4 separate regions of the Mus musculus genome follow, and regions 1, 2 and 4 are each linked to region 3. The links are chromatin contacts, called in public HiChIP or PLAC-seq and promoter capture Hi-C maps. All regions are on one chromosome and are shown on one strand. The core of a region is the stretch at or near the end of the contact, and the rest is flanking DNA. Distances in the headings are between cores, read along the strand shown. Region 1 holds the start of Cntnap4 (contactin associated protein-like 4). Region 2 holds the start of Chst5 (carbohydrate (N-acetylglucosamine 6-O) sulfotransferase 5). Region 3 holds the start of Adamts18 (a disintegrin-like and metallopeptidase (reprolysin type) with thrombospondin type 1 motif, 18). Region 4 holds the start of Gabarapl2 (gamma-aminobutyric acid (GABA) A receptor-associated protein-like 2).

What was found. Promoter capture Hi-C pulls out the DNA fragments that hold promoters and counts their contacts. HiChIP or PLAC-seq counts read pairs in DNA pulled down with a chosen protein or histone mark.
Region 1: a promoter capture Hi-C map of liver shows a contact between it and region 3, with 6 times the contacts expected there. The contact joins the promoter of Cntnap4 here to the promoter of Adamts18 in region 3. A contact is called at or near these places in 6 of 39 promoter capture datasets (the 3T3-L1 cell line, hippocampal neurons, liver and 2 more) and 1 of 9 other capture datasets (liver).
Region 2: a contact with region 3 is called in a promoter capture Hi-C map of hippocampal neurons, with 2.7 times the contacts expected there. The contact joins the promoter of Chst5 here to the promoter of Adamts18 in region 3.
Region 4: an H3K4me3 HiChIP or PLAC-seq map of embryonic limb bud shows a contact between it and region 3, with 11 times the contacts expected there. The contact joins the promoter of Gabarapl2 here to the promoter of Adamts18 in region 3. A contact is called at or near these places in 1 of 39 promoter capture datasets (hippocampal neurons) and 2 of 115 datasets of contacts at active chromatin or transcription factors (astrocytes and embryonic limb bud).

The regions. Positions count from the first base shown.
Region 1 is chr8:112,568,192-112,575,009 of GRCm38.p6, forward strand. Cntnap4 (contactin associated protein-like 4) reads left to right here and starts at 1,852. Exons shown (of 24, transcript NM_130457.2): 1 at 1,852-2,034. The coding sequence starts at 1,944. It overlaps Gm26994 (predicted gene, 26994), which reads right to left and starts at 1,384. Exons shown (of 6, transcript NR_132433.1): 1 at 1,272-1,384; 2 at 1-100.
Region 2 is chr8:111,906,115-111,913,690 of GRCm38.p6, forward strand. It overlaps Chst5 (carbohydrate (N-acetylglucosamine 6-O) sulfotransferase 5), which reads right to left and starts at 4,085. Exons shown (of 2, transcript NM_019950.2): 1 at 4,018-4,085. It overlaps Tmem231 (transmembrane protein 231), which reads right to left. Exons shown (of 7, transcript NM_001033321.2): 7 at 5,893-7,576.
Region 3 is chr8:113,847,575-113,855,428 of GRCm38.p6, forward strand. Adamts18 (a disintegrin-like and metallopeptidase (reprolysin type) with thrombospondin type 1 motif, 18) reads right to left here and starts at 1,265. Exons shown (of 23, transcript NM_172466.3): 1 at 813-1,265; 2 at 620-710. The coding sequence starts at 902.
Region 4 is chr8:111,937,149-111,943,982 of GRCm38.p6, forward strand. It overlaps Gabarapl2 (gamma-aminobutyric acid (GABA) A receptor-associated protein-like 2), which reads left to right and starts at 3,555. Exons shown (of 4, transcript NM_026693.5): 1 at 3,555-3,704; 2 at 4,012-4,067; 3 at 5,354-5,526. The coding sequence starts at 3,671.

The DNA.
Region 1 (6,818 bases), core at 602-3,101, 1.3 Mb before region 3:
TTCTTTTCACTGATGCTGGTTTGAAGGACTGGGTTTTTTTTTTGTTGTTGTTGCAGGAGTTAGTCTGGGTACTGTGAACCCTGATATGGGGGCAGCAAGGCTGAGGATGAAATTGGTAGAATCAGAGCCCCCCTAGCCCCCCAAAAAACAAAACAAAACAAACAAAACAAAAACAAAACTCAGTCTAGCTTCCTCTTTCCTTCCTAACTCAATGATCCTGCACATCATTCTCTTCTCTGTTCTTGGTTTTCCACCTGCAAAATAGGAAAAACAAAACTATCCATTTGGCTTTGTTTGAAGTCAAGAGCTAAATAATTATGCTTTGTTTATGGATGGTTCTCTCACCCCACCCCCTTTTTCATAGCCCAGCAAGGCTGCCTCTGGTTCCAAACACCAAGATGTTGCTTGAGAGCTCCTGGATTCCTGCCTTGATGACGCCCAGGAAATCAGCAGGAAGACGTCTTGACATTTATTTTAAAGAGATGATTTACCCTCTCTGACACCATGTGATGTGCCGCTCTGTATGGGGTCTTAACTTTATCATTTGAGTGCTTTAATATTCTACACAAGCAATAGTGCCCAGGGAGTGGCCACTGGAAGAATATTCTCTGTAGTTGTTGATTTTCTGAGTGTGTGTTGCACCCATTTGTATGTCTGTGAGTATGTATAAGTGTGTGCATATGTGTGTGAGTGTATGCATGTGTGTGCACATGTATATGTGCATGCATGTGTGCCTGTGAGTGTGTATAAGTGAGTATGTATTCCTGTCAGTGTGTGAATGTGTGCGCGTGAGTGTGTACCTGTGTGTGCACTCACGTGTGTGTGCACGCACACACATATGGGAGGGGGTTCCCTTTTTCAGTATTCCATAATTTTCCATTTTGGGCCCTCTGGGAATTACTATTAAGAAACATGATTATGGAATGCTGCCTATTTCCAGAAGGATGCTTTCATAAAACTCAGTCTACTCAGAGAACTCTTCATGGGTGGATTTGTATTCCTGAAGCACCAACTAAAATAAGAAATGTTAATTTCTCGCAGACTATTATCAGATGATTTTTAAATATCTGCCAAGCAGGAATGTCTGTTCCCATGTGAGGAATTTCCGTAATAAAATCCTGGCACCGGAGCACAAGGCAATAGTTTTATAGAAACAGAGAAAAACAGCACGCGTTTTCCCGGAGGACAGTTTTAGCTACAATTCACCAACGCTTGCTTCGTTATTTCTGTCTTATTTTATGCTTTTGTTTTGAAACATAATGCAGTTTTACCTGGATACACTCCCGGGCAATCAGGAAATAGCTCACTATGTTGGTTGGTACTGCCAAATACAAGACCTGCGGAAAATCAGAAGGCTTCCTTGCCTGGCTGCTTTCCTCACCCCAAAGGGTGGCAGGGCACAAAATGGGTTAAAGCTTATTGGAGAATAGAGGGGAGGGGAGGGAGCCCCGAGGAGGCCAGGAGCAGCGGGCAGCGGGCAGCGCCTCCAGGTCCAGCTTCCATCACCTGCAGCCGCTGCGGAGCTCAGAAAGCTGCTGGCTGCTGCTGTGCTTTTTGGAGGAGGAAGGATGCTGGGGCAAATTTCTAAGACCGGTGCGAGGAGTGGGCGTGGCCTCGGCAGCAGTGTGTAAGCTTGTTAGGACAGAAGCTGGTTGCTTTTCTGTGAGGAACCAGTACTGAGGGCAGGGGAGAAGGAGGGTGGGGAAGAAAGAGAGAGAGAAAGAGAGAGAGGAGAGGGAGAGAGAGAAGGAAGGAGGAGCAAGGGAGGAGGGAGGAGGGAGAGGAGGAGGAGAGAGCGCGCGCGTGAGAGGAGGGAGGGGGAGGAAAGAGATCCAGAGAGCTAGAGATACTGAAGACCCAGTCAGTGCTGGGTGAAGGACTGAGGAGAACCTGTCTCCAGCGCTCTGAGAGCCACTCGAGATATTTTGGGGAGCTCAAAAATTATGAATATGGGATCTGTCGCTGGAGCTGTTCTCAAGATGTTACTTCTGTTGTCTACTCAAAATTGGAACAGAGTGGAAGCTGGGAATTCATGTAAGTACACAGCAAATGATTTAAAACTTGCAGGGGGGCTCCGCGCAAAACTTTGATTCTGTTGTTTTCACGATTAATCTTTTCAACTGGAATCGCTGCGGGGCTAGGAAAAGCACTACAGGGAAATTGTGCAAATATGATCGGGTTCCTCTTGGTCTGGTCAAAATATGCAATATGTTATTTGGATTTTTTTTTTTTTACTAGCAGAATTTCACTCTCTTTGAATATTCATTGAGAAGACTCAACTTCTAGTAAAACATTAAATTAGCATCTTAATCGGGGGACCAGCCCGGGAACGTCTTCCATTGCGCCTGTCTTGAGGTCATTAAATTTCATTGGGATTATTTGTCTACCAGGAAAACAACCCGCAGACTTGATATTCTGCTGCATTAGCTGAGATTTCTGAAGTTTGCGATTTAGCAGTGGCTGGCTGCATCTCTGAAATGGTGCAGGCTAATAGCTGAGACATACTGCAGACTTCGCGGGCAGGGGCAGGCAGAACTGGTGGAGGCACAGCTCAGCACTGGAGAGCTGTGTCCTCAGGCAGAAGAGCACTCCTGGATGGGTACCCATCCCTACATCTCCCTTAAAGGGAAATGTGCAGGTGACTTCCCCCTCCCCCACCACCCGCTTAAGTAGTGTTCTCTAGTGGTTGAATTTTCAACTTCATGTATTTGTGATTGATTGTCTTAGTGCTGAGTTCATTGATTCGAGGAACATTTGTTATGGTCTCGTTGCTTAATTTAAATATCATCCAAAATACCCTGGCCCAACTCTTTCGTCAGCTTGCCATTGGAAATAGGAAAAGTTTTAAAAGTTTATATTTGGTTTAGATTCTTTAGATAGAAGAATTTCCTCTTTTTATGTATGATAAAAACAGCCAAGCAAACACACAACTTTCTATTTCTTTCTCTGCTTTACAAGAAAGGGTTATAAGTCCTGCTCAGGAATGGATGGGACCTGCCTTACTGACAGCTTTAGGTTTGAGAGACAAGACATTGGTAACTCTCTTTGCCATAGACCCTCTTTTGCCTTAACTGTAGAGTCCTCACGAGGGAAAGGCACAGGGAACTCACTGCCACGAGCTCGTGTCCACCCACTGATGATTTTTCAGGAGCTCATTTAATGTCAGAATTTACCTGCCACTCTGCAAAGGCAAAGGAGAGAACTTCACTCCTAGGCTGGACTGTGCTTCCCATTCAATTTCAAATCGAATGTGTGGGAATCCCATTAAATCAGTAAAATATGTATAGTTTCACCTAGCCAAAATCTTAGAGGGTCCTGTGGGTGATGGCCTTGACAAGCGCTGTAGCAAATAAACAAACAAGGATGATACACAGCAGACCTGAACCCACCTACCCGCTCAGTTGAAGTTCTGTGGCAAAGGTGTAATTCCTTCTGCAGCTGCAGGGGTTCATCAGAGAGGGAGCACTAGAGGTCACTGTTGCGATGCGAAGCACACAAGCTCTTCCCTTGAGTTGGGCAGAGCTTCATGCTGGCCTAACCCAGTTTGTCTTCCCTATGCCTTGCCTGCACATCTTTTTGCAGTTTATTAATATGAATAATTGGGCTGTGAGCTGCGGATGTTTGTTTGCTCGCTTGCAATGTGGTACAGAGTGTCACCGGAAGATCCATATTAAAAGGCTTCCCTTCCTCGTTCATCTCAGCCAGGGAAAAAGTGAGCAGCTGAGATTTGAGGAGAAGCCAGTGCTCATGTCTGCTTAGCTCTGCCTGGGCCTCCCACGGGTGCCGTTTCAACCTTGGATCTGTATCCATCGGGGTTCGATTTCTCTATGAAGTCATTGGATAAATGTGGAGAGCCTAGAACTGAAGTGAACAAGAACACTTAAACATTAAACTTGGAATTCTTAGTTAGCAGACCTATTTAAGAGTTAACTTTTCTTCAAGTGTCCAAATTTATAATTCAATGGCTTCCGAAAATTAAGGTGACTTTTAGTTAATTTCTTATTGGCATTTTGACAATGTGACATGCAAACGTAGAACAAAAGATTTCATTTCCTAATTTTTACATTATTCCTCACTCTTTACATTTTGGAGGAGTCAAGGTTCACTTGTTGCTGGGTTGGGATAGAAAAATGTATGCTACCATGGTATCAGTTTTGGAAGACGGAGCAATGTATTATGAGTTTATGAACAGGGGTGCGCGTTAACCAAAGGGCAGGCAACTGGAATCAGCACAAGCATTTCAAAGTTGCCTTATGAGACTTCCCCAAACTCTCCTGAACCAGATTGTTTATTAATAAGAAGTGAATCAATCTCAAATCCCACAAGTAAAGTCGGGGGAACTGCATATAAGCAAAAGAAAATTAAAGACCTGCCTCTCAGGTGAATGTAAACACCTTTCTTCTTTATTTACAAGTGACTCACAAGGAGAAAAATCTGTCATCCACTGAGTTGGCCTTTGGGTAACAATAAGAACATTTGCCTAGGGGACTCTGTAAACCTGGGATTAGGTGAACTCTAATTTGAATATTAATTGATCTACTTAATCATCTGAGAAATTTGCATTAGAAAGATTCCATGCAAATACAGCCACCCTCTCTCCTCCCCACTCTTACATATGCATGGGGGTGCATGCACACACGTGCATGCACACACACACACACTTATGTGTAAGTACACATTACTAATTCATGTGCCAGTAACACTCTATGACTCTAGTTAGTACCTATATATTTAAAAAGAAATATATTGAGTGGGTTATATTCTTTGTTTCTGGTGTTCCATATGACATTTCAAAGTTGGAAACCAGCCCTAAGATTTTAGCCTATGTCCAGGTCGAGATAAGTTTGTTATTACATTGAGTCATCCTTCTGTGCAAACACAGTGGCAGGCATCCTTGCTCATGGGCTTGCTGTTTGAGAGGCTGTGCTCCTGCATCTCTCTGGTTTCTTCACTTCCTTCTAAGACAGAGGTACTAGAACAAGGGAAAGATGATTTATTTATTCTACACTTGTTCTTAAGAAGCTACAAATTCTAAATGCCAAGATAGTTTTGGGAGGCTGACTGGCCCTATAAGAAGGGTGGGGTATAACTAGTAAGCCTGGGGAGGGTTTTGTTTTGGTTTCATTCTTAGGGATCACATGACAGAAGACACGCTGAACCTCTCTCTGAGAATAATTAATGCCCACCAAGTAGCTCACTAATGACTGAGTTAGAAGTCAGCTTCTGACTGCGTTCTTTCTTTCCTTTAGTTGAAATCAGGGCTATGTCTGCTATCTACTTCAAAGGAAGTACCAAGAATATGATATAATCAGTAATAGAGAAAAATAGCTGCCCTTGTAGAAAGCCATTTTTACCAATTCTCGGGTACAACCCAGATACAACTGGACAGATCCTCAAGTGCCTAAAATTCAGTGTCATGGTTCTTTCTGAAAGCTTCTTTTTGTAATCTTCCCTCCTCCAGATATTCTGTAGTAAAATAATGAAATAACTACAATGTAATAACAAAATACTGATGGATATGATCCATGACACCATGTGTCAATGGCTGGCCCTTGGAAGTGCAGGTCAGTGGGCTGTCTGACTCACTCCTAGTATCATCTACTGTTATCCACTTGACGCCTTCTCTCCACTCATTGCGTCTGCTCTGGATAATTTCTGATCCTTTTGCACATGGTTAACATAGCTTATGAGCCAACATGGAGGCCAAACATGACTTCTACATGATTCCTAGTCCTTAATTAAAGTAATAAATATCATTATAATCTCCTGAAATTAGTCTGGGAATTCATGTCACATTAAAACAATAAAAGACCATCAGTAGACTTTTTTTTCTTCAATAAAAATAGATCAGTGGAATTGCATGTGGTCATTGGAAAGGGGTTGTAATATTTACTCAGGTGTTGGCAGAATATGGCCCATGGGACACATCTGCCCTTACACCTGTCTTTATGTGGACTATGAACTAACAGTGGGTTTGCATCTTTACCTGAAAAAAAAAAAAAACAAATTTAAGTGATTTTTTTTTGTGGCAGAAAATGACAGTGTGAAATTTGAATTTTTGTCACCTGTCTCACTTATGCAACAGCATGAGCAAGATTTGTATTTACATATTATTATATTTTGAATTTGATTGGTAAGATTTTGTTAGAATTGTCTTTATTCTTGCTTTATAAGTATCTATGTAATATTCTGTATTGTCTATCTGCCCCTTTGTAAAAAAAACCCAAAAAACAAAACAAAAAACCTCCATTGACCTCTGATGTGTGATGTATGGTGCAATGATGAACTATAGGTGTGCATAGATTATATTAATTGATTAAAAATGTTCTTATGTCATTAATTACACACATACTGAAGGAGCTGTTCACCCGACTGGCAAGTATATCAGGAGATCATATTTTCCCTGTTTGTTTCTCCTAGATGACTATTTTTGAGAAATCTCATTTCTACAACTATGCAATACCTCCATTTTATTAGTAAATGTCTACAGCACTTTTGGTGGCTAAGGGGGCATTTTTAATCTCGAGTAATTCGATTAGTATGCAGTGCTTAATAAATATGTGAGCAAGAAACTCTGTCTCAAAAAACAAAACAAAAACAAAAAATAAAATAAATAAATATGTGAGCAATATCACCCCAGATATTTAGGATGAAAATCCTGCTCTTAACCTTACATGGTCACGAGCATAAACTATTCTACTCTTTTATGAGTCAGAACTTGGATTTGGAATCAAATTGATCATAGGGAAAACGGTCTTGTTTGAAGAACGTTCTTGCTTTGAATGTAACTCGGGAGCTTCCTCAAAAAGCTCAAATTG
Region 2 (7,576 bases), core at 2,835-5,334, 1.9 Mb before region 3:
GGGGGGAGGGGGGGAAGGTGAGTTTGAGCTTTTATGACCTGACTTGGGAGGAGAAAAGAGAAATTCTAGTTTATATGATATCTGATCTGCCTTAGAGAAGCTGTTCTGAGTCAGGAATTGTCAATGAAAGCAAAATCTCTTAGGCAGTGCTGGTATACTCCAGAGCACTCAGGAGGCAGAGGCAGGCAGATCTGAGTTCGAGGCCAGGTTGGTCTACAGAGTTCCAGGAAGCCAGGACTACACGGGGGGGGGGGGGGGGGGCGGGTGGGGTGGGGGGGGGTAGGGAAGAACTAACCTTAGTTCTAAGGAATCAGATGCCTTTTTTAATCTCCTGGCTCCTTCATGCACTTGATGCCTATAGATACACTCAGGAATGCATGTATACACATAAAATAAATATCTTTAAGAATTATTAGGGGCTGGAGAGATGGCTCAGCAGTTAAGAGCACTGACTGCTCTTCCAAAGGTCCTGAGTTCAAATCTCAGCAACCAAATGGTGGCTCACAACCGTCCATAATGAGATGACGCCCTCTTCTGGTGTGTCTAAAGATAGCTACAGTGTACTTACATATAATAATAAATAAATCTTTGAGAAAAAAAGAATTATTAAAAATCATAGAATCATATAGAGGGATCCTGAACTGTGAAGCTCCTTCCCATAGCAACACAGGATATTATATAGGGAGTATACATTTAACATATCCCCGTGCTTCCTTGGCAGAGCCCTTATAGAGAGCATCTAGAATGTTCTCTGATTTATTTATTCATATTTGTTTGTTTGTTCATTTGTTTATTTACTTAGAGACAGCATCACACTCAGTAGCTCTGTCTAGCCTGGAATGTGCTATGCTGTGGAGTGAGTGGTCTGTCTTCCAACTCAGTTCATCTTGCTCGGGTCTCTGAGATTAAAGACCTGTGCCATGCACAACCCTTTGAGATGAGAATTCTGGAATTTTAGGCTCTTTAAAAAACACAGAAAGAGCCGGGCGGTGGTGGCGCACGGCTTTAATTCCAGCACTCGGGATGCAGAGGCAGGCGGATTTCTGAGTTTGAGGCCAGCCTGGTCTACAGAGTTCCAGGACAGCCAGGGCTATTTGGAGAAACCCTGTCTTGGAAAAACAAACAAAGCAAACCCCAGAGAGAAACCAGAACGTGTTTTTGCTTTACTATCACGTGTGGAGCTGCTTCCCAGTGGCTGACTCTGATTTGCCTCCTGCTCTAGCAGGGGCGTGGTTTAACCAGCTGCAGATAGTTTCTGTGATTGTGTGATGTTTGGAATTCTGGGAACTTTTCAGAGGGTCTATAAACACTAGAGCTCCACTAGGTGGGGGTTGCAGTCATTCAAGGTGGGTTGGTTGTGGTTTGTTAATAGTCGTGCCCCAAGCAGAAACAAAAAGAAATTAGATTCAAAGATCTTTCTCTCTCTCTCTGTCTCTCTCTCTCTCTCACACACTCTCTCTCTCTCTCTTTCTTCTGTCTAGCAATAGTGAGTGAAACTGGGGGTGGGGGATACAGGGTGGGACAAAGCAGCACCCCACAAAGTAGTAAAGACCAGCTATGAGCAAAGACCGAAAAAAGAAATTAGATTCAAGGATCTCTCTCTTTCTCTCCTATGGAGTGATTCAGGCTGAAACTGGGGAAGGCAGAGAGGATGAAGGGTGGGGAAAAGAACCCCAAAAGTAGCAAAAGACCAGCTACAGCCTTCTGAGTAATTTTTAAATGACTTTATGTTTAAAAGAGCAAAGTATTTGCCCAAGTCAATGACGTCACTAAAAAGGATTAGTTGAGAAGAAAGGAAGTTGAAACAGTCAAACGGTGTCGTAGGACATACTTCAATTTGAAACAAAACAAGACAAAATGATCTCTAGAAGCTATCTTAAAGATAATGGGAGAAATTTCAATATGGACTTGTCTTAGGTGATGCTGAAGGCTGTCAGTACCATCCAGTATACTCCTGTCTGTGCAAATCTACATGGCGTGTGTCCTCCAGTGAGGCTAGAAGCTGGACCCTGTTCCATCGGAGGGACCAGGTTACTTAATCTCTCTGTGCCTGTTTTTTACTTTAGATTGATAAAACAGAGGACATAGTATCCCTAACTTACGGGCTCCGACTCAAGACGGGGATGCTCATATTTCTAAAGCACTTAAAATAACACTAGTCTTAGCCGGGCAGTGGTGGCGCATGCCCTTAATCCCAGCACCTGGGAGGCAGGCAGATTTCTGAGTTCGAGGCCAGCCTGGTCTACAGAGTGAGTTCCAGGACAGCCAGGGCTATACAGAGAAACCCAGCCTCGAAAAACCAAAAAACCAAAACCCAAAAAAAAACCACAAAAAAACCCAAACAAACAAAAAACCAACCAACCAAACAAACAAACACCCCAAAAAACAAAAAACAAAACCACTAGTCAGGTGATCTTGTGATCTGAGTCATAATTATATTATTCTATGAACCTAAGAGAAATTCCTCACATAAGAAAACCCCTAGCACAGCAGTCCAGACAGACTTTGATGACCCTCTGACTCTAACAAAAGGCAGCTAGTACAGGCAGAGAAAACACAAGTGCACACAACACAGAAGACTGAGAAATCATGGCTGGAAGCCTGGCTTTTGGGTTCATAGCCTATGTCAGATTCCTTCGTAAAATGAGACTAGAACGAGTCACCCCACCCACTGTCTTCTCTTCCCTGTATGTAGCTCTTTCTGCACCCGGGCTTCCAGTCAGCCTAGCCCCAGCCTCCCCCCCTACCCCCCCCCCCCCCCCCCCCCCCGTGTTCGAGCCTCAATTCCCTCATCTTTAAAAAGACAGCATTTAGCCGGGCGTGGTGGCGCACGCCTTTAATCCCAGCACTCGGAAGGCAGAGGCAGGTGGATTTCTGAGTTCGAGGCCAGCCTGGTCTACAAAGTGAGTTCCAGGAAAGCCAGGGCTACACAGAGAAACCCTGTCTCAAAAAAAAAAAAAAAAAAAAAAAAAAAAAAAAAAAAAGACAGCATTTGGTGTATTTAGCTAAGAGCATGGCAACACAGTCCTGTAATCCCAGAATTTATGAGTTGGAGGCCAGGCCACCCTGGGCTACAGTGACAGCCTGGACCGTACCAAGTAATCAGGCCTCAAATCCCAGAACCCTTAAGCCCTCCTTCCGAAGTGTGGGGGGAATTGAATTTGTTTCCCCTTCCTGCTATGTATTAGGAGGAAAGAGAAAGGAACATTTTTTGGGGTGCGCACAGCACATACTGCGGCCAAGAAAACCCACTGCTGTGTCCAAGACTGAACATCGAAAAGCCAAGCCACTAGACCCAAATTCTAGATCTGGTTGCAAACTAATTTTTTTCTTCAGCATTCTGTGACAAAGCTCTTGAGCAAGCTTAAAATGATGCACTACTAGTGGATGGGAGAGGGAAAGGAGGGGTGAAGCCCCTGGCGGACTGACCATTTCCAAGAGCCCTGCGAACCATAACTTGTCACTATGACACACATTATACACAATTCACTCTCGCCACCAAGCCTGGCTAAGCTGTCAGACCGGTGAGCTACGAGAGCTGCGTCTCCAGTTCAGTCCAAATCCCTCCTTGAAATGGAACATCCCACCTGGAGACCTGATTACTCATCTATACCCGAAAGCTTGGAGTTTGCCCACGAACTGGCCCTGCCGCCCAGAGGAGAACCGCTCTCTCCCCAGGCTCAACAAAGACTCCTAGGACTGGTCCCTTCCGATTTCTACCCCACAAGCAGTCCTTCTTCCCTGGGAATCCACGGGGACAGACTCCGTTCTTACGATCCCACAGCGAAGAAGGGACATCCAGTGACATCGGCCCGGGAATCTAGAGGGCACCGATGGGGTACTAACATATAAGAAACACTTGGAGAAAACCAGATAGGAATCCCGGAAGAGCAGTAAGAACGAGATGTTGGGGTGCAGGAGTCCTTAGTTATCCTTAACCTTAGTTATCACGAAGACCCGGGCCCCCCACCCTGGAGCAGGCACCCCGTCCCCTCCCCCGTCCCGGCCCCGCTCTACCTGCGCTGCCCGCTGCGCTTCTGCGCTGCGCACCCAGGGCGCACACAAAGAGCCGCTCAGTCGGTGGTGGCTCTTTGCCTGGGGCCGCCGGCGGGAGCCAGGGCGGGATCGGAGCAAGGAGGCAGCCAGTTGGCCTAGGGCTCCTCTATCCTTCCCAGGCGTGACCGTGGTGGGCCACGCCCGGGGGCGGGGGAGGGGGGCGAGGGCAGGAAGGTGGAGGACACAGGTGGGCTCCCGGAACACTGACCGCCCCCCACGGGGTGGGGTGGATGGATCATCAAGCCTGCTGGCAGAGCCACCGCTCGGCCCCACTAATGGACCGAAAATATCTGTCCCGAGGGAAGAAGCTTCCAGAGGACAAAAGGCCCTTGTGCAGGAAATTGAATCTTTATCTTGCCCCCTCCTCTGAGGGTGGCATCTTTGCAACTATCCAAACAGACACCTTGATGCCAGGGGGACCAGGATGCCTCCTAAACAACAGCGGAGTCGGGAGGGGCCGAGGGAACAGGTAGTTTTTGCAGCTGCCATCCCCTTCGGGTACACGCCTCTACCCAGAGGTGCAGGTCCAGATAAACACTGGACACATCGCAGAAAAGAGATTTCTCCTCTTAACAAGTAATAGGGCAGAGCCCAAGCATATGCAGAAGGCAGGGCTTTGTGGGAGATTTGTAAATCCGTGGTGGGGGTTCAAGTCCCTTCTGGGAGCCTTTCCGGGCTTGCGGCTTGGCAAGATAAAATTAGGATCCTTAACCATGACCATGAGTTTTCTGAGCTAGTAACTTCTTTCTGAATCTATCTTAAGGAAATAAACCAACAATGAAGATTTATATATAACTTTCAAAGAAGTGGTATTTACCACAGGGGGCGGGGAAGCTACAATGAGCACAAAAATAAATAAACAAATAAATAAATAAATAGCTGCATTCTAAGAGAATGCTGTCTACTAACTTCTGGGTAAAGTTAGATGGCGGTTACTTTCTTCAGAGCTGGGTGGTAGCAGCACAGGCCTTTAATTCCAGCACACGGGATGTGAAAGTGGGTCTCTGAGTTCGAGGTCAGCCTGGTCTACAGAGTGAGTGCCAGGACAACCAGGGCTACAGAGAAACCCTGTTTTGAAAAGTAAAACAAAAATTTAAAGTCAGGTTTGGTGAATCATTCCTGTAATTAATTCCAGCACTTGAGAAACTGAGGCAGAAGGATTACCTGAAGTGTAAGACCACCCTGGGTTACATTCCAAGACCCTGTTTCCATAACATTAAATAAGTTTAATCGAGGCTCGTGAGATTTACATATTTTCTCCAGGAGACACTTTTAGAATTTACCTGGCCAAAAATGTACAAAACTTACTTTGAAATGCATGAATGTGAAGAAGTGGGGGGGGGGGGGGAGAAATGAACAGAGTAGGGGGGACCCAGGCCTCACCTCACTCAAACAGAATCTGAACGGATCAAGTGACAAAATCAGACCTTTCCCCATCCACCTTCCCGGGATGAGTAATCAACTCAGACTCTGGGTTAGAGCTCAGCTGCAATTCTGTATATATTTCCACTATTTTTCCTTTTGCCATTCTGTGCCAAGTAGGCTTAGAACCACCCAACATCTGATCTGAAAAGCTGATACTCACCAAACACAGTTGTAAGTTTCCAGCCTGAGCCTCCCACTTGCCATATGGATTCCAATGAAAAAAAATCTTCTGTTACTAGGGGACTTTTGCCAAAGACCTAACAAAAGCGCCAGCGTCTTTAGGCAGGGCACTGGCAGAGGACGGCTATTAAAGTCAGTCAGTCAGAACCACGGGGAAGCTCTTCTCTCCCTATTCTCCACCGTCACCACCCCACACACACCCAGGGTCCCTGCCGTTCAGAAGCCAAGGGAAACGTTCTTTTGGAATATTTTAATTAGAAAGTTATAAAACATCATTGAGTTCTCAGTACAATTTTTGCACAGGATAGTTTAATTTAATGCAAAGTATCTTTGGTCATCTTTCTGTGTCTTGCTATCTTTTTTCCATACAATATACTTCTGATCATGCCCCAACCCCATTTCCTTATTTTATTGAGATAGGGTCTCAAGTGTCCCCGGCTGGGCTCTAACTCAAGGATGATCCTGAATTTCTCTGCTCCTGCCTCCACCCACAATGCACCGGGGTTATAGGCTTGCACCACCATAAAGGTTTATGTGTAGCTGGGGATGGAACACAGGGCTCCAAGTGTGCCAGGCAAGCGCTCTTCCAACTGAGCCACATCTCATAACCTTTTTGAAATTGAAATCAGAGACCATTTTTTTCATGTATATCTTCAGAAAAAAAAAAAAACCCCACTCAGGCACATAATCAGCTGTGTTAAGTCGGAGAAACTAGTACCAGAGAGTTTTTCTCCCTGAATACTCAAAATAGCTTTATTTTCAAAATTCTTACTTTGCTCAGCCTGACAGAAGGATGTCTCCAAGGTAAACTGAGGCACGTGGTGAGGAGTGTTTGTGGTTAGACCTGGAGGCATGGGGGATGGGGTAGGGAAGTCCTTTCAGGGCAGGGCTAATGATGTGGCAGAGTTTTTTAGGAGAGCACACTTGCTAGGGGAAGGAACGGGGCCAAATAACAGTTTTGGATGCAGAGTAGATGTCTTTGTAGATACATACCTCTATAGATTACAGGGCTATCTGGCTAGGCTTCTTGTCACTCCTTTAATGGCCAGGCTGGCTTAGATGCTCTGCTCAGCCTCTTTCCTCACCCTCCTCATGCCTTCCCCCAGAGCCTCCCCTCTGTTAAGTACTCTGTTCCTTAATCAAGGGAACTGCAAAACAACTGAGTTTTCAGCTCAGCCTCCAAATAAACCCTGCGGTTGTCAGGCAGTGGAAGCCAATGCCAACAACAACCCCTCTGTCACCCACATCCTTTCAGAAAGGGGGAAGGCCATCAAGGAGGAGTGGCCAGGCTGTTGGGTGAGAGCCAGGGAGAAAGAACCAGTTGTTAGAAGCCCACCATCCTCCCCTGGTGCAGGGAGGGGGTAGGCGGACGGACTGAATGAAGCAGGCGCTTCTGACTCCAGCCGCCATCCCAGGGGCACAGACAGAGGGCAAGAAACAGGGCACAGAGCCAGCCGCACCAGGAACAGAGGGCCGTTCAGCTGAGCTGATGACAGACCCCCACCTATTAGCCTGAGGGCAGGTGTCTGGTCCTCCTGCCCTTAAGTTACCCGCCAGCAAGCACGCGGTTCTGAGCCGCTTGTATTTAGGTCCTGGCCTGCCCCCTTTCGGTCTCCAGTTAAGAGGCTTCAGTTCTGGAAATCAAAGTTCTGAATGGGCACTGTGTAGATACCTAGGAGTAGAATGTACTCGGGGCTTGCGTGTTTCTTGTGAGAGCCCCTGGGGAGGCTAAGAAAGCGGCTAGCTTATGATAGGAGATAGGAGTGCGCAGGGCGTCCCAGCTCAAAAGACTCTTCGCTTGACCGGAGGTGGGGCTCTTTCAAAGATGTATGAACTCACAGTAATTGTCTCCCTGAAATTCAAGGCCAAAGCAAAGCAAAGCAAAGCAAAACCAGAAACAAAACAAAACAAAACG
Region 3 (7,854 bases), core at 15-2,514:
CTATGAGTTCTGTGGAGTTAATAAATGAGAAAACCGAAGCGTGTGCTAGATCTTTGAAGCTGGAAGACAGAAAAAAAAAGGGGGGGGACTTAAAGCACCTTGCGACAGGGTGTTCCCCCAAAAGAAGACATCTTTTGGGCATCCGTGAGGCGATGTCACTGAAGAGAGAGTATTCAGTGGGAAACCAGCAGTAAGGAAAACACGGGTGGAGTGGGGGAGGGGAGACACTCACCCCTCTCAGCCTCAATCTGTGGCTTTCCCAGCGGAGGAAGGAAACGAAGGAGCCTTTTATCAATTCCCCACCCGGTGCCCACTTCCTCTCTAATTTCTTACTTAAGTTCGGATTTATTTTTCTTAACAAGCCATCTGTGAAAGAGGGAAATTATTTTCTCATCTCTGTGACTCGTAGCTTGAGGCACTGATTTTCTGATAAGCTCACAGGACCTTGCTGCGCTTCCCTCTTTCTAACCAGGGAGCCTTTTGCTCAGACAGCACACACCTGCCAGGTTAGGAGATGCTCCTTAACCTACCACATCTCACGCTAACACAAAGGGGACCAAAGTGCAAGGGGAAACCCTTGTGGGATGGTGGAGTACCCAGAGAGAGGGTAAATACGAACCATCATTTAATCCGCTGCCACCGCTGCTGCCGCTGTCACTGGCTAAGGCGACGGCCACCGAAGCACAGCAGAAGCAGCACAGCTGGAGTGCCTGCAAGAAAGAAAAGGGTGACACCGCCGCGTGAGCAGCGTCGCGGGGCGGGCGCCTCCCTCGTCCCCGCTGTGCGGCGCGCCCCTCGGTGGTGGCACCTGCCTTGGCCAGACGCCCCAGTCCCGCGGGCCCCCACGGCGGCCCGGGACCTGCGGCCCGGAGGGCGCACAAGCACAGGAGGGCGCACTCCATGGTCAGGTGCGGACGCGGTGACTGTGGCAGGCGCGCATTGTCCCCCGCGGGCAGCGGAGCCCCAGGTGTGGCGCCAGGTGCGAGTGGCCGCCGCCGCTCACATGGCAGCACGAGAGCCTGCGAGCCTCCTCCCTGCTCTAGCCTCGCGGGCCTGAGGTGCTTCGGGGTGTAGGGAGCTCTGCCAGAGCCCGGTCTGCAGCGCCTGTGGCTATGAAACTCTGTTGGTGATGCTCGCGGGTCTGGGCGCTTGTCGGTATCAGAGTGATTGTGTGCGGCTCGCACAGAGCAGCCAGCTGGCTCCCCCAGCGCGCTAGAGCCGAGCGCCCGCCTCTCCTCCGCTCCGTGATTGGCGACCGGAGGTTTCCCCGGGTTCGTCCGAGCTCCTGTGCAGTAAAGGGCGTGGGATTTCTAGGCCTGGGCTCCGAGGGAGGGAACAGAGGGGGCGGGGAGGCCGGGTGGGAGTCAAGGGGAGGGAGGGACGGACACACCGCCAGGAGAGGGAGGGCAGCTCTCAGGGTCCGCCTTGGGATCCTAGCTCAGGCGCACAGAGAGATGAGCCTGGACGCTGGAGGCGCAGGTAAGAGGCGTTACTTTCAGACGTGTCTTCTGGTGACAGGGTGAAGAAACCCAAGGCTTGCTGGAAACTTTCTGCAGCTCTCTTTCTTGTGCCACATCCTTGCCCCTGCCCTGACCAGGTGGGAACCCTGAACCTTTGATGAAAAGATGTACGACCTGAAGCTCTTGCGAACTCAAGATCTCCCTGCTGCCCAGAATCCCACCAGCAACTATCCCATCCAGAGCAGTTGAAGAATAGACAGTGGGCAGTGAATAAGTAGTCACTGTCTCCGGTGTGTGAACCCTCCCCCACACCCCTTCTCTGAGATGGTTTTTTCCATGCTTTCTTTTTAACAAGTTGAATCTTGTCCCCAGACACCCAAACCCCTTTGTATTAGTCCTAAGAAACAGCTTTGTGGTGGGCATGCGGTACCTCCTATTCTGTATGGCTAGCCATTTCCTCAATGCATTTAATTGATTCTTATGATCTCTACAGTTTGTAGTGAGGAAGAAAATATAGCCTTTCATAGGCCAGAGGAACAAGACCTTCATTGGGTAGCTGAGCCACAGTAAAACAGTAATAGAAATCTGTGATTGCAAGTATCTGTAAGGATCACAAAGGGGCTCTTAAGCCAGAAAGGTTGAAGTTGTGAGAGAGGAGGGAGGGAGGCAGGGAGAAAACTTGTCAGACATGAGACATCTCTTATAGATGCCACTGGGGAAGGGGGAAGCCCCCAAATTAGGTCTACATGAAGAGCTTGAAGTAGGAAAGGGTGTTGTTGTTGTTGTTGGTGGTGGTGGTGGTGGTGTTTGTTGTCATGGCTATGAAGGAAGTGTTAAACAGGTCAGAAACAAAACCATGTAGTGGCTAGGTGAGAAAGGTATTGGCAGGAGACAAATCTCCTGCAGGTATGGTGGATGCAGGAAAGCAATTAGATTTCAGTGAATGTGTGTTGTGTGTAGGTAGGGAATATATCAGCTCCAAAAATCAGCCAAAAGGAAGCTTGTTGATTATGTAGACAGGTCAGGGGTACCGAGGCAAGTCATGGAGGAGAAAGTTACGCTACTATTGCCAGCATTAGAGTGTGCCATGATAGATCTTACACCCAAGCGTGGTAACAGGAGACAGCCCTGCTCAGTTCCCTGAATACCAGCTAAATGAGGTCCATGCCAGTCTTAGAAGTGATTGCTCAGTATACACAGCCTTGTTCACTGATGCAACAGTGAGTGGATGCTAAACGTGGGCTGTAGAGGCAGAATGTGGCACATGTCTGCTGGAAGGGTAAGGCGTGGCTTCAAAGTGAGAAACATCTGGTTCTGTAACCACTGGGGTTTCCCAGGGCCCCTGTCCTACAAAATGTTAAACAGGAACCATCATGATAGATCTAAAGGTTATTGTAAGAACTAAGTCTATTTTTCTATGCATTTCATAAGTAGGCTTTGAAAGTACGAACGGAGGGAATTTCTTTGTATAATATGTTAAGCGAAACTTACATGTGCATCATGCCTGCAATGCTGAACCAGGATCCATTGAGTCTAGGATCCAGACATGAGCATCCGGCAGATTATGACATGGGGTGACTTAACGCCTTGGGTAGCTTCACGGAAGAACTGGATACTAAAGGAAATTAGACATCAAAGACATGCAGTAAAAATTTACCCCACCATGTGACTAACCAACAGGCTAAACAGGAAAGAAGGACTGTTGTCAAGGATGCTGCCAATCACAGCACCAAGGAAACTCAAAAGGAAACTGGAGGGGCGAAGGGTCTACCCACAATCAGCGCATAATAACTGTGTCCTTGGCTAATGTTCTTCCACAGACTAAGATGAGTTTGCAACAAGAATTATCCACATCACTCCAGGTCCCCTCAGTGACTAAGTTCAAGGGTAGAATCCAAGGAAACAGCTCTAAATTACATAGTCTATGTTAAGTGTCAGTCTAAGCACTACTACATTTGGACATGGACAACTCTTTGTGATGGGGACTCCCTGTGCATTGTAACCATCCAGTATTTAGCAGTCTCCCTCTGGCTTCACCAACTACATACCAGTACCACTCCAAATCAGCTCCTTTTCTCAGGACTGTGACAAAGTACAAAGTATCCGAGGATAAAGCAACATAAGAGAGGGAGGGTTTGTATTAGCTCATAGTTAGAAGGGATACCTTTCATGCTATCAGGAGAGATAGGCAGCTGGTTACGTTGTGTCCACAGAAAGGAAGCAATACCCATATTGAAGGCACTATCTCCTTTTTTTCAACTTGAGATTCCACCCACATGTGGCCTGATGCCAACCATATTTAGAGTGAGGTTTTCACCTCAACAGTTAGCTCAATCTTCTAGATTGCTAACGGCCACATAGACATGCCCAGAGGCTCACCTCTAGGTGATTCTAGATCCTGCCAAACTGTCCGTCAATATTAATCACCATATATACACAGTTAGGACAGACATCCAGATGTTCCCAGGGTGAAGGTGAGGAAGGTCTTGCCCAGGCGAGGACATAAATGCAAAGTGTCGTTCCTAATCTTAATCGCTTCTCTATCAACATGAAGTCATCGGGTACTCGTCCAATGAGGTCCTTGGCCTCTTAATGTAGGTGGTTCTTCTGCCTCCATGTCTTTCTGGTTGAGACTCATTTCTTGTAACACTGTAAATATAACAGTCAAAATTCCAATTGTTTTCATGTAAAGGTGAAAGTTTCCAGTCTCTCCTGCAGAGTGGATAAACGAACATTTGCAAAGCCCTACCTTCTTGGATGACTTTAGACACTGAATTTCCTAAGAACTGGGCCTGCAATATGTGTGGACTACCTCTAGATGGCGACAGAGAGTCGTCAGCAGAGCATCTAGCCTTGAAGATGGGGATTCTGTAGCATTTCTAGGTCATTTGGAAATATTTTGCAAAGTTTAGGTGATTTTCAAACTATAATCTAAAACACTGTAATAACCATTAAAGTTCATAAGAAGCCAATACATGTTTTTCGGTCTTAGCCCAGAATGTGGCATGCAGATGATATTCAAATATGGAATAAGAGCTAAAAGCAAAGAAATGGAAAACAGAAACATTTGACATACAGAAAAAATATTTAATTTTCTTCCTTATCACCTCTGCTTTAAAATCAATGGTAAAGTCTAGGTGTTGGTTTTATATTTAGTGACATAAACTTACCCTTCTTATTCTGTAAAGCAATATGTCTTTGGTAATATATCTCCTCCCATCCAGGTCAAGAAATACGATAAACCATATTCGCTGTTTATACTGCCCATTATCCCAGATCTATAAAGGTGCATATATCCTTCCCATAGAGCAAACTATTTTCCAGCACACCCTGGTTAGCTTTCTGAGCTAGCCACTTTGTGACTTTCACCTCTCCCATAGGCACAGTGGGGGACACTATTCAGGCCTCTCAAAAGCTGTATCAAATTGTTTGCTAGGTTTTACTGAGCAGGTATGTATCTCGTGGTTCCTCGTCTTTCATCTCTTGAGGAAATTTCCACCAAGTGACAGAAAGGAGAAGCAAAAGCCAGACTTATTTCAGCCGAGCAGCCAAAGGAAAAAGAAGCCCAGACACGGGGCTAGGCAGATGTTTAGTAGAGCCCAGGAGTGGGGGTCTGAGATCAAACTCTGTAAAAAGCTAGGTGAAGTTATATAGTCCTTGTAGTCGTGTGCTCTAAGATGAGAGCTGGAGACAGTAGGCTCTCTCAAAGCACACTAGACAGCTATCCTGGGAGACAGACCTTATCCCAAACAGAAGGTAGGAAGACGGGAAAGATCTGAAGGACATCTGAGGTTGTCCTCCGACTTCTACATGTGTGCTATACATACATGCACCCATAGCCACGAGCATACCACCACATGCCAGTATAAACATAACAATTCTTCCTTCCCCCATAGAAATCCCACCCAGATATGGATGTATCTCCCTGGAGACCTGAGAAGTAGGAATACTTCCTGTTTAGCATCTCAGAAATGAGGCCTAGGTAGCAAGGTTGTCCTCAAAATCGGTGGGGAGGGGAGAGAGTTCCTGACTCTGCCTCCTTTATAACCAAATTATTCTGAAAGACAAGGAACACAAAGGATGAAATTCAAACCGAAGACAGTAGCCTTTTACAACAAATTCATAGCACTATAGCAGACAGAACCTTGGAGGTTAGCATCTAATTTTCTAACTAAAGGTTACCCAAAACAACTGGGCATGGAGGCCTGTAATCCTAGCTACTTGGGAGGCGGACTTGGGGAATTTTGAGTTCAAGGCCAGTCTGGGCAATTTAGTGAGACTTGATCTCAAAATAAACCATAGAAAGAGGGCAGAGGGTGTGGCTTGGCAGTAAAACACTTACCTTACATTCATGATGCTATGAAGTCCATCTCTTCCGCTGTGCCCCACTCTCCAATCAACTCATGATTGAGGAATCCCCAGTGGATTTTTCTCACCTTCAACTTAGCATTACATTTTATTTTCTTGTTCTATAGACACCAAGCAGGACTCTCTGGTTACCTGTATCGGAAGGTATCCTCTCTCTGTTTTCCACTGTGGATCTTACTCTGCGTGTGGTATGCTTGCTTCCCTAATTCTATTTTTAGCCCTTTCCCAAGCTCTACTGTTAAAAGTTCCTTGCTTGCCAGAGGCTAAAGAGGTGGTATTAAAACGAGGCTACTTATTTCCACAAACAAATTCAAGGCCAAGTTCAGAGCTCATGGAAGAGTGGAGGGCGTACTTTTCAAAAGCTCTGGAAAATATCAAGCTGCCTAGGAAGGACAAATACCTTTTGTGTGCAGGCACCATTCTCTCCTTCTTTACCCATCATGCACCAGGGGGAGTTTAGACACCAGCTCCCCCTGAGCCTCAGGCCTGGAGCGTTGGGGACTGGTAACCACCATTAATCAGAATCACCTGGAACAATGTTGTAACTATACATTCTTGGCATCACTGTGAATAGTCCAATTAAGTGTGTCTGGGTTTCCGATGTAACTAAATATATTACCAAACAGTAATTGGGACCCACTCCACTTCTGCCTCTGTTTGGATGCCAGCACCACTTCCTACTAAATAGGATTCAACACTTCCTTCCGGATTCATCCTTTTCACTGTTTCTGTATGCAGAGGAAGCCAGTACCTCTCTGTAGCACGAAGCAATGAGTGGTAAGGACTGACGGGTCTGGTTTGTTTGATTGGATTTGAGGATTGGAGCGAGGGATTCATCCTCTTAAATTTATCATTTCCTTCCTACTGGTTTTAATCTACGTTGGAGGCATGTCTAAATCTATATGACATGAAAATCATATTTTGGGGAGAAAAGTAAATGTCACACATGTCACACATTTTGTCTCATACATAGAATATAAGTTAATACATATACAAACACACATGGCACCGAATGCTTAAGTGGGATTTTTCAGGGGATGGACAAGGGGAAGTAAGATAGGTCAAGTGGGTCAGTAAATTTGTATAAAAAATGTCATAATGAAACCTATTATTTTTAATTGTAATTAAAGTAATTATACACACACACACACACACACATTTATATATAGTAACACTTTTATGATGAAGAGAATTGTTGGCCCAAGAGATGAACTCAAAGAAGACCTACTATATTCTTTCACTGGTATTGATCTTCCCAAAGGTATACTTACTCATTTACTGTGTGGTGGTGGGGTGGGTACTGGACACAGCTGCAGAGATCAGAGGACAGCGTGCAGGAATCTGCTCTCTCCCACTGTGTGGATCCTGGAGATTGAACTCAGCTCATCAGACTTGGCAGCAATCCTCTTAACCCACCAAACCATCTCGACAGCTTTCCAGCATCTTTGTCCTGTGTGCCATCGACTGCAGGGCTCATTGAGCAAGCTGAGCAGGGCAGGTAGACAGGGCAGGTAGGTATGCCCTTTCACTCCTCACTGACCTGCAATGTGTCCCTACCCATAGTCACATTTCCTTCAAATAAAATGTGCAATAAAACTTACAAATGAATAACTATAGAAAAATAAGAAGTGTTCAAATAAAACCATTAAAAATTCTAGACAGATGGAGACAGACGGAACTGGGAGAGTGAGCCAGCCGCTGGCATGGCTCATCTTCTTAAAAGAGAAATTGCATTTGAATGTGCTGGAGAGGGGGCTCAGTACTTAACACTTGTTCTTCTTTCAGAGGACCCCTGGTTACATTTTCATCGGCTATGGTGGGCGGCTTACAACCTATCACCCCACTTCCAGATTCCAAGGATTCCTATGCACCTCTTCCTGCTGCACTCACGGGTGTGTGCACATGTACGTGCACACACACACATATGTGCCCCACATATAAAGATGAAATAATTAAAAAGTAGAGGTGTAGCACTTGAAACCAAAAGCTGCCAACTCCCTCGCAAAGCCTCCCAGCCCCAGCTGCC
Region 4 (6,834 bases), core at 2,305-4,804, 1.9 Mb before region 3:
TAATTACATGCAAGTAAAAAGGTCAGTTCTAGGTTAAGGAACAAACAAGACAATAAACACAAATAGTCAAGGAACGAGCAAGGCAATAAACAATGTCCCAAGATCACTTTTTCTAAGGGCTAATCAGGGTGACCAAGATAGCAGAGCCTACTTCCCCATCCTAACCCAAAATCATATTCATGCCTGAGGCCTACTTCTTTGTTCTAGCCCCAAATCAGATTCAGGCCTGAGCTTACTTCCCTGTCCTGGCTCAATGTCAAATTCCTCCCTTTAGCACACTTCCTTGTCCTGGTCCAATGTCAAAGTGCCCCCCACTCCCACTCCTGTGCGCCAAGTGGCCCCAAAAGCTCTCCACAATAATGACCAGCTTTGAAAAATTTCTCCCTCACTCCCTTTCTGCAGTTGGAGATTCGAACTAGGGGTTTTGTGTATAGTAGGAAAGTACTCTACAACTGAGCTAAACTTCAGCCTCTTAAGCCTGTTTTTTTTGTTTTTGTTTTTAAGGCAAGATTTGTCTGTGTAGCCCTGGCTGTCCTGGAACTCATTTCTTAGACCAGGCTGTCCTTGAACTCAGAGAGATAGGATCTGCCTACCTCTGTCTCCTGAGAGCTGGGGTTAAAGGTGAGCCCCATCACTGACCGGTTCACTTCTTTTCTTTCATTACAAGGGTCCTAGGGACAAAACTCAAGGGTCCTTAGTCTTGGCAGCAGATATTATTACCTGAGTCATCTCACCAGCCCCTGAGAAATAGATTTGAAACAGGATGGTTTTCAACCCAATGATACCAGAGGATGACCTTGAATTCCCAACTCTCCTGCCTCCACATTGATTGACTTTGCAGGTGAACAGGGCATAGAGGTACACACTTTTGTTGTTGTTTTTTGTTTGTTTTTTTTTTTTTTTTTGTTTTTGAGACAGCTTTTCTCTGTGTAGCCCTGGCTGTCCTGGAACTCACTTTGTAGACCAGGCTGGCCTAGAACTCAGAAATCCGCCTGCCTCTGCCTCCCAAGTGCTGGGATTAAAGGCATGCACCACCATGCCCGGCTGAGGTACACACTTTTAACCCTAGAGAGAGGCAGGTGATTTCTGAGTCCAAGGTCAGACTGGTCTACAAAGGGAGTTCCAGGACTGCCAGGGCTGTTCTACAGAGAAACCCTGTCTCAACAAACAAAACAAAAAGCCAGGCGTGGTGGCTCATGCCTTTAATCCCAGCACTGGGGAGGCAGAGGCAGGTGGATCTCTGAGTTCCAGGCCAGCCTGGTCTACAAAGTGAGTTCCAGGACAGCCAGGGCTACACAGAGAAACCCTGTCTCGAAAAACCAAAAAAAAAAAAAAAAAAAAAAAAAAAAAAAAAAAAAAAACCAAAAAAAAAAAACCCCAAAAAAACAAAAGAAACAAACAAACAAACAAACAACTGAGATTTCAGGTATAAACCTCCAGGCTGGTTTATGTGTTTCTAGGGATTGAACCCAAGGCTTCAGGCATGCTGTCCTCTACTGGCTAAGCTAAATCTCCAGCTAGTGATTTCTTTCCCGTCTCTCTCTTTCTTACATTGGGGATTAAATCCAGGCCTGGGTGTGCTCCATCTCTGAACTACACTCCCAGGTTAACCTGATCGTTTAAAAAAAATGTCTGAATGAGTTGGGCGTGTCGGCAAAGTTCTTTAGTTCCGGGAGCTCAGGAGGCAGAGGCAGGCAGATCTCTGAGTTCTAGGTTATCTTGCCCTGCAGAGTGATTTCCTGGACAGCCAGGACTAAATTGAGAAGCCCTATCTTGAAAAAAAAAAAAATGCTTGAATGCATTACAGATCTTCTTAAAAGCTCTTGTTACCTGATGGTAAAAGTCACAGTTGTGCAACTCAAAACACCGGTTTGTTCCAGATCTTTCTGACCCTTATCTCGTCCCACTCCTTCTCATTTCTTTAGCCACTTGGGGTCCCCTGTGTTCCTGGCAGTTGACAATTTCTGTAGTAGCCCTCCACCCCAGCAGTGCTTCATGTTCTTGTCATCCACTGTTTTACTTTTCTAAATGTCACCTGTCATCACCTGACATTTAGTTTCTGTTCCCAAGGCACAAAAGCTCTGCTACAGCAGGGGTGTTGTTTGTTTTGCTCCATGGATTTCTCCCAGTCTCCAGAACAGCACTGTGTTATGTCTGCAACATAACACTCAATGCATTTTTTGTTTTGCAGAAGACAAACACCTAGTTGCTCAGACACAGTCTTTTTTTTTTTTTTTTTTCCAGACAGGGTTTCTCTGTGTAGCCCTGGCTGTCTGGGAACTCACTCTGTAGACTAGGCTGGCCTTGAACTCAGAAATCCACCTGCCTGCCAAGTACTGGGATTAAAGGCATGGGCCACCACACCCAGCTAACACAAAGTTTTAAAAGTTCTTTAAATTAAATTTTTTTTTCCTTAAGATTTTCATTATCTTCCCTGCATCTGGGTGTGTATGTGTATGGAGGCTTGCCACAGTGAATGCCTTGAGGCCAGAAGATAACCTTTGTAAACAGGTTGTCCTCCATCACTTGGGTCCTCAGGATTGAACTCCGTCTGGCAGGCTTGGCACCAAGCGTTTTTACCTGCTGGGAACTGAGTCTCTCCCCTCCCCCCAGTGGAAAATAACAAATACTTTCAGAATGAAGTTATAGCCACAGCATCTATCAGGAATTTCAACTGTAGGGAATGATTGATGACAAGGTTCAAACACTGGCTCTACAGATGCGGCAGATCATATAAGCACGTGGTCAGGTGGCCGATTAACTGCATATTCATGTTCTGTGTTCACCAGTGCATAAACAGATGGTGACCCAGAGCCGACTTCCTGGATGACTATGCTACGACTTGGACAGGGGTGGAACCTCGAGGCTTGTGCCTAGGGCAGGTGACACCCACAGCTCAGGGTTAGTGCCGAGCCACTCCCACTGCCAGCTCCTTCTCCTAGGGTGTCTTATGACCAGCTCTCCCAGGAATCCTCCCCGCCTGACACTGGCACTTCGCCTCTGACAGTTTCCGATAAAGAATCTCTGTGATCAGGGATATTCCGTTGACTAAATGAGTATGTGTGGTACTTGTTCATAAGTGTTCATGAATGTTTAAAATATGTATTCGTGAGTGGGAAGTGAGATTTGTTTAAATCAAATTTTAGGTGCAACAACTCCTATACTAGACCTCTAGGTGGTCACCAGTACTCGTTGCACACAGCGCTTGGAACAGGTTATCCCTCCATGCCGAGCTCCCGCCTTCTCACCCAGCCAAAAATTAATATTCATTTCTCCTTAAGCCCCAGACTTCCCCTTCCAGAGCCCTTTACAAGCGTTCCAAGCTATGAGCCATGACCTGCCTGTCATGCACAATCCTGAAACTCCATTCCAGTCACTAATTCCTAAAGTCTCCACTGTCACTCACAGACTTCCCAGCCACCTACGTCAGTCTCCATTCCCAGGAGCGCTCCTAGGTCTCCGCTTAGGCTCCGCCCTCTCACGTAATCGTAGCCTACTGAAGCTCTTACCAGGCCCGCCGGAAGCCCCGCCCCGGGAGGTTGCTAGGCTCCGGCAGCCGGAAGTCCCGCCTGTGGAGTAGTCGTCGCTGCCGCCGCCGCCTCCGTTGTTGTTGTGGTCGCTTCGCCGAAGTCCGCGGCTCGAAGAGCCGGCTCCGTCGCTTCCCGTCGCCATGAAGTGGATGTTTAAGGAGGACCACTCTCTGGGTAAGCGCGGTCGGCCTGCGGGGCCCCAGATCGCGGCCCCTCCCCCACTCCCGCCGCCCTGCCGGGCCCGCTGGGTCGCCAAGGCCCCGGCATCCTGGCGCCTCCCACGGACCCGTGTCGCCCTACGTGGATCTCGCTGGGAGTTCCTGAGGGGATCTGTGGCGAGGGACTCCGGGGCTAGGACTCGGGGCGTACGCACGCAGGCAGGTTGCGGGCGGAGAAGGGCGGACAGGAAGAAGGGGTTCCGGCAGCGGCGGCCCTGCTGTCCGGCAAGTGCGAATGTCAGCCTGGTTTTCTTCTTCCCCAGAACACAGATGCGTGGAATCCGCGAAGATCAGAGCGAAGTACCCCGACCGAGTTCCGGTGAGTGTGGACTCCCCGCCCCCTCACCCCGCTGTCACCCTTAGCGTCTAGGAGAGGTGTCGGGCGGGCGCGCTAGGCCGTGCAACAGTTGAGAACTTAAGGTCTCAAGGTGTAGCCCAGAGACCGAGGACAGCCTGGGGTTCCGCCGGCCCAAGCTTGGGGCTTAAGGGGCTGGTGCTGTCCAGGGGCACCAGTGCTGAATCTCCCGATCTAGGGCAGCAAGCTGCTTGCAGCCTCTCGGCTCCCTCACCAATTATGTAAGGAACCGTGTTCTAGGACAGGGCAACAGGTCACTGCCACTTTGGGGAATGATGGTGGAGGGAGACTGGCATTTGGGGTTGGATACGGTAGCATCCTTTCAAGGTAGTCATCTTTAACGCTGGACCTTTAACTTCGAGTTTCTCTTTACCCTGATTCTGCCATCCTTGTTTGACTAACAAATCTGAAATGCTCTCGTTTTGCCTCTAATCAATAAGTATGTTGCTTTATTTCTGCTTTCTGCCCTAGTTGGGGCGATCGTTTCTGATATCACTATTGATTTTTGAAGGACATAAAGTCTTACTATTGTAGTGCTTTGCTTGTAAACAGTCCCTTTGAGAAGCAGGAGGATAAATGTTAACTGTTCAGAGAGAAGCAACAGGCCAAATGAAAATGTCGGCTCTTGGGTGGCTGTAGTTGTATAGCTTTGCCCTTAGTTCATCCATTTCTTTCCAGTGTTGTTGGGGATTGGAATGCTCTAACAGGGTCTATCTATGGATCAAAAGATGACAGATGAAACCCTAGCCAGATCAATCTTTTCATCGGCCTAGATAAAATGTTAGAGAGCTACCCTTGCAGTGGGGTGGCACGTGCCTTCAGTCCCAACATTCAGGGGTCAGAGGCAGCTGATCTCAGAGTTTGGGGACAGCCTGGTCTACAGTTCCAGGACATCTGGGACTAACAGAGAGACCCTGTCTCTGGAAGAAGATAGAAAGCTTTGTAGCTGTGCTTCTCTTACAAACGCTGAGATCAGAAATGAGGAATATCAGTCAGCTCTGGGCCTCCAGAGCGGGGCTTCTTGAGCTGTGGGCATATTGATTTACTCATCTGTGCCGTTTCCCACACACTGCCTTGTCCACACTCTGCTCATCAGACTGGAGCAATCAAGCCCTGTGGGTAAGTGCTGGAGCTCGCTCTCCCTCGCCGTCCCTCTCACAGTGCTGGGAACCAGGTAGCAGCCTTTGTGGATTCCAGGCAAAAGTTGCTCTGTGGAGGACTGGCCTGAGCTTCTGACCCGTCTTTCCCAGGTGATCGTGGAAAAAGTCTCGGGCTCTCAGATTGTTGACATAGACAAGAGGAAGTACTTGGTCCCCTCGGACATCACTGTGGCTCAGTTCATGTGGATCATCAGGAAAAGGATCCAGCTTCCCTCCGAGAAGGCCATCTTCCTGTTTGTGGACAAGACAGTCCCACAGTCCAGGTAAGAAGTGTTTGCTAGCTGGGCCTGTGGCTTGGAAATCCATTCGCCGCTTATAAAACTCAAACCATAGGAGGTGTTCTTAGTACAACTTCTTCCTTTCCTTTTCCTTCCTTCCTTCCTTCTTTCCTTCCCTCCCTCCCTCCCTCCCTTCCTCTCTTTCCCTATCCCTCCCTCTTTCTCTCTTTTGGTTTTTCAAGATAGTTTATTTCCTCCTTTTTTTAATTAGATATTTTCTTTATTTACATTTCAAATGTTATCCGGAAAGTTCCTTATACCTCCCCCCATGCCCTGCTCCCCTACCCACCCACTCACACTTCTTGGCCCTGGCGTTCCCCTGTACTGAGGCATATAAAGTTTGCAAGACCAAGGGGCCTCTCTTTCCAATGATGGCCAACTAAGCCATCTTCTGCTACATATGCAGCTAGAGACACAAGCTCTGGGGGTACTGGTTAGTTCATTTTGTTGTTCCACCTATAGGGTTGCAGACCCCCTTCAGCTCCTTGGGTACTTTCTCTGGCTCCTCCATTGGGGCCCCTATGTTCCATCCTATAGATGACTGTGAGCAGCATCCACTTCTGTATTTGCTAGGCACTGGCATAGCCTCACTGAAGCTATATCAGGGTCCTTTCCGCAAAATCTTTCTGGCATATGCAATAGTGTCTGGGTTTGGTAACTGATTATGGGATGGATCACTGGGTGGGGTAGTCTCTGGATAGTCCATCCTTTTGTCTTAGCTCCAAACTTTGTCTCTAACTCCTTCCATGGGTGTTTTGTTACCTATCCCAAGGATGAATGAAGTATTCACACGTTGGTCTTGCCTCTTGATTTTTCTTGTTTTGCAAATTGTATCTTGGGTATTCTAAGTTTCTGGGCTAATATCCACTTATCAGTGAGTGCATATCAAGTGACTTTTGTGGGTTGTTTCTTTTATGTAGCCTTGGTTGTCCTTGAACTTTTAAACCAGGCTGACCTTGAACTCATCCTGCTGCCTCCCTGGAATTGAAGGCATGAGCTACCACACCCAACTTTTTTTTCCGAGACAGGGTTTCTCTGTGTAGCCCCAGCTGTCCTGGAACTCTGTAGACCAGGCTGGCCTTGAACTCAGAAATCCACCTGCCTCTGCATACCAACTGCTGGGATTAAAGGCGTGCTCCACCACACCCAGCTACTTTCACTTTTAAAAAATTTTTATTCCACACCCAACTCTTAATTTGCATATCAATAGCTTTAGGGGATGGCTAAGGGCATTTATGTTTGAATTAATTTTAAGAGTATCTGGTGTTATTTGATGTATATGGGTGTGTGCTT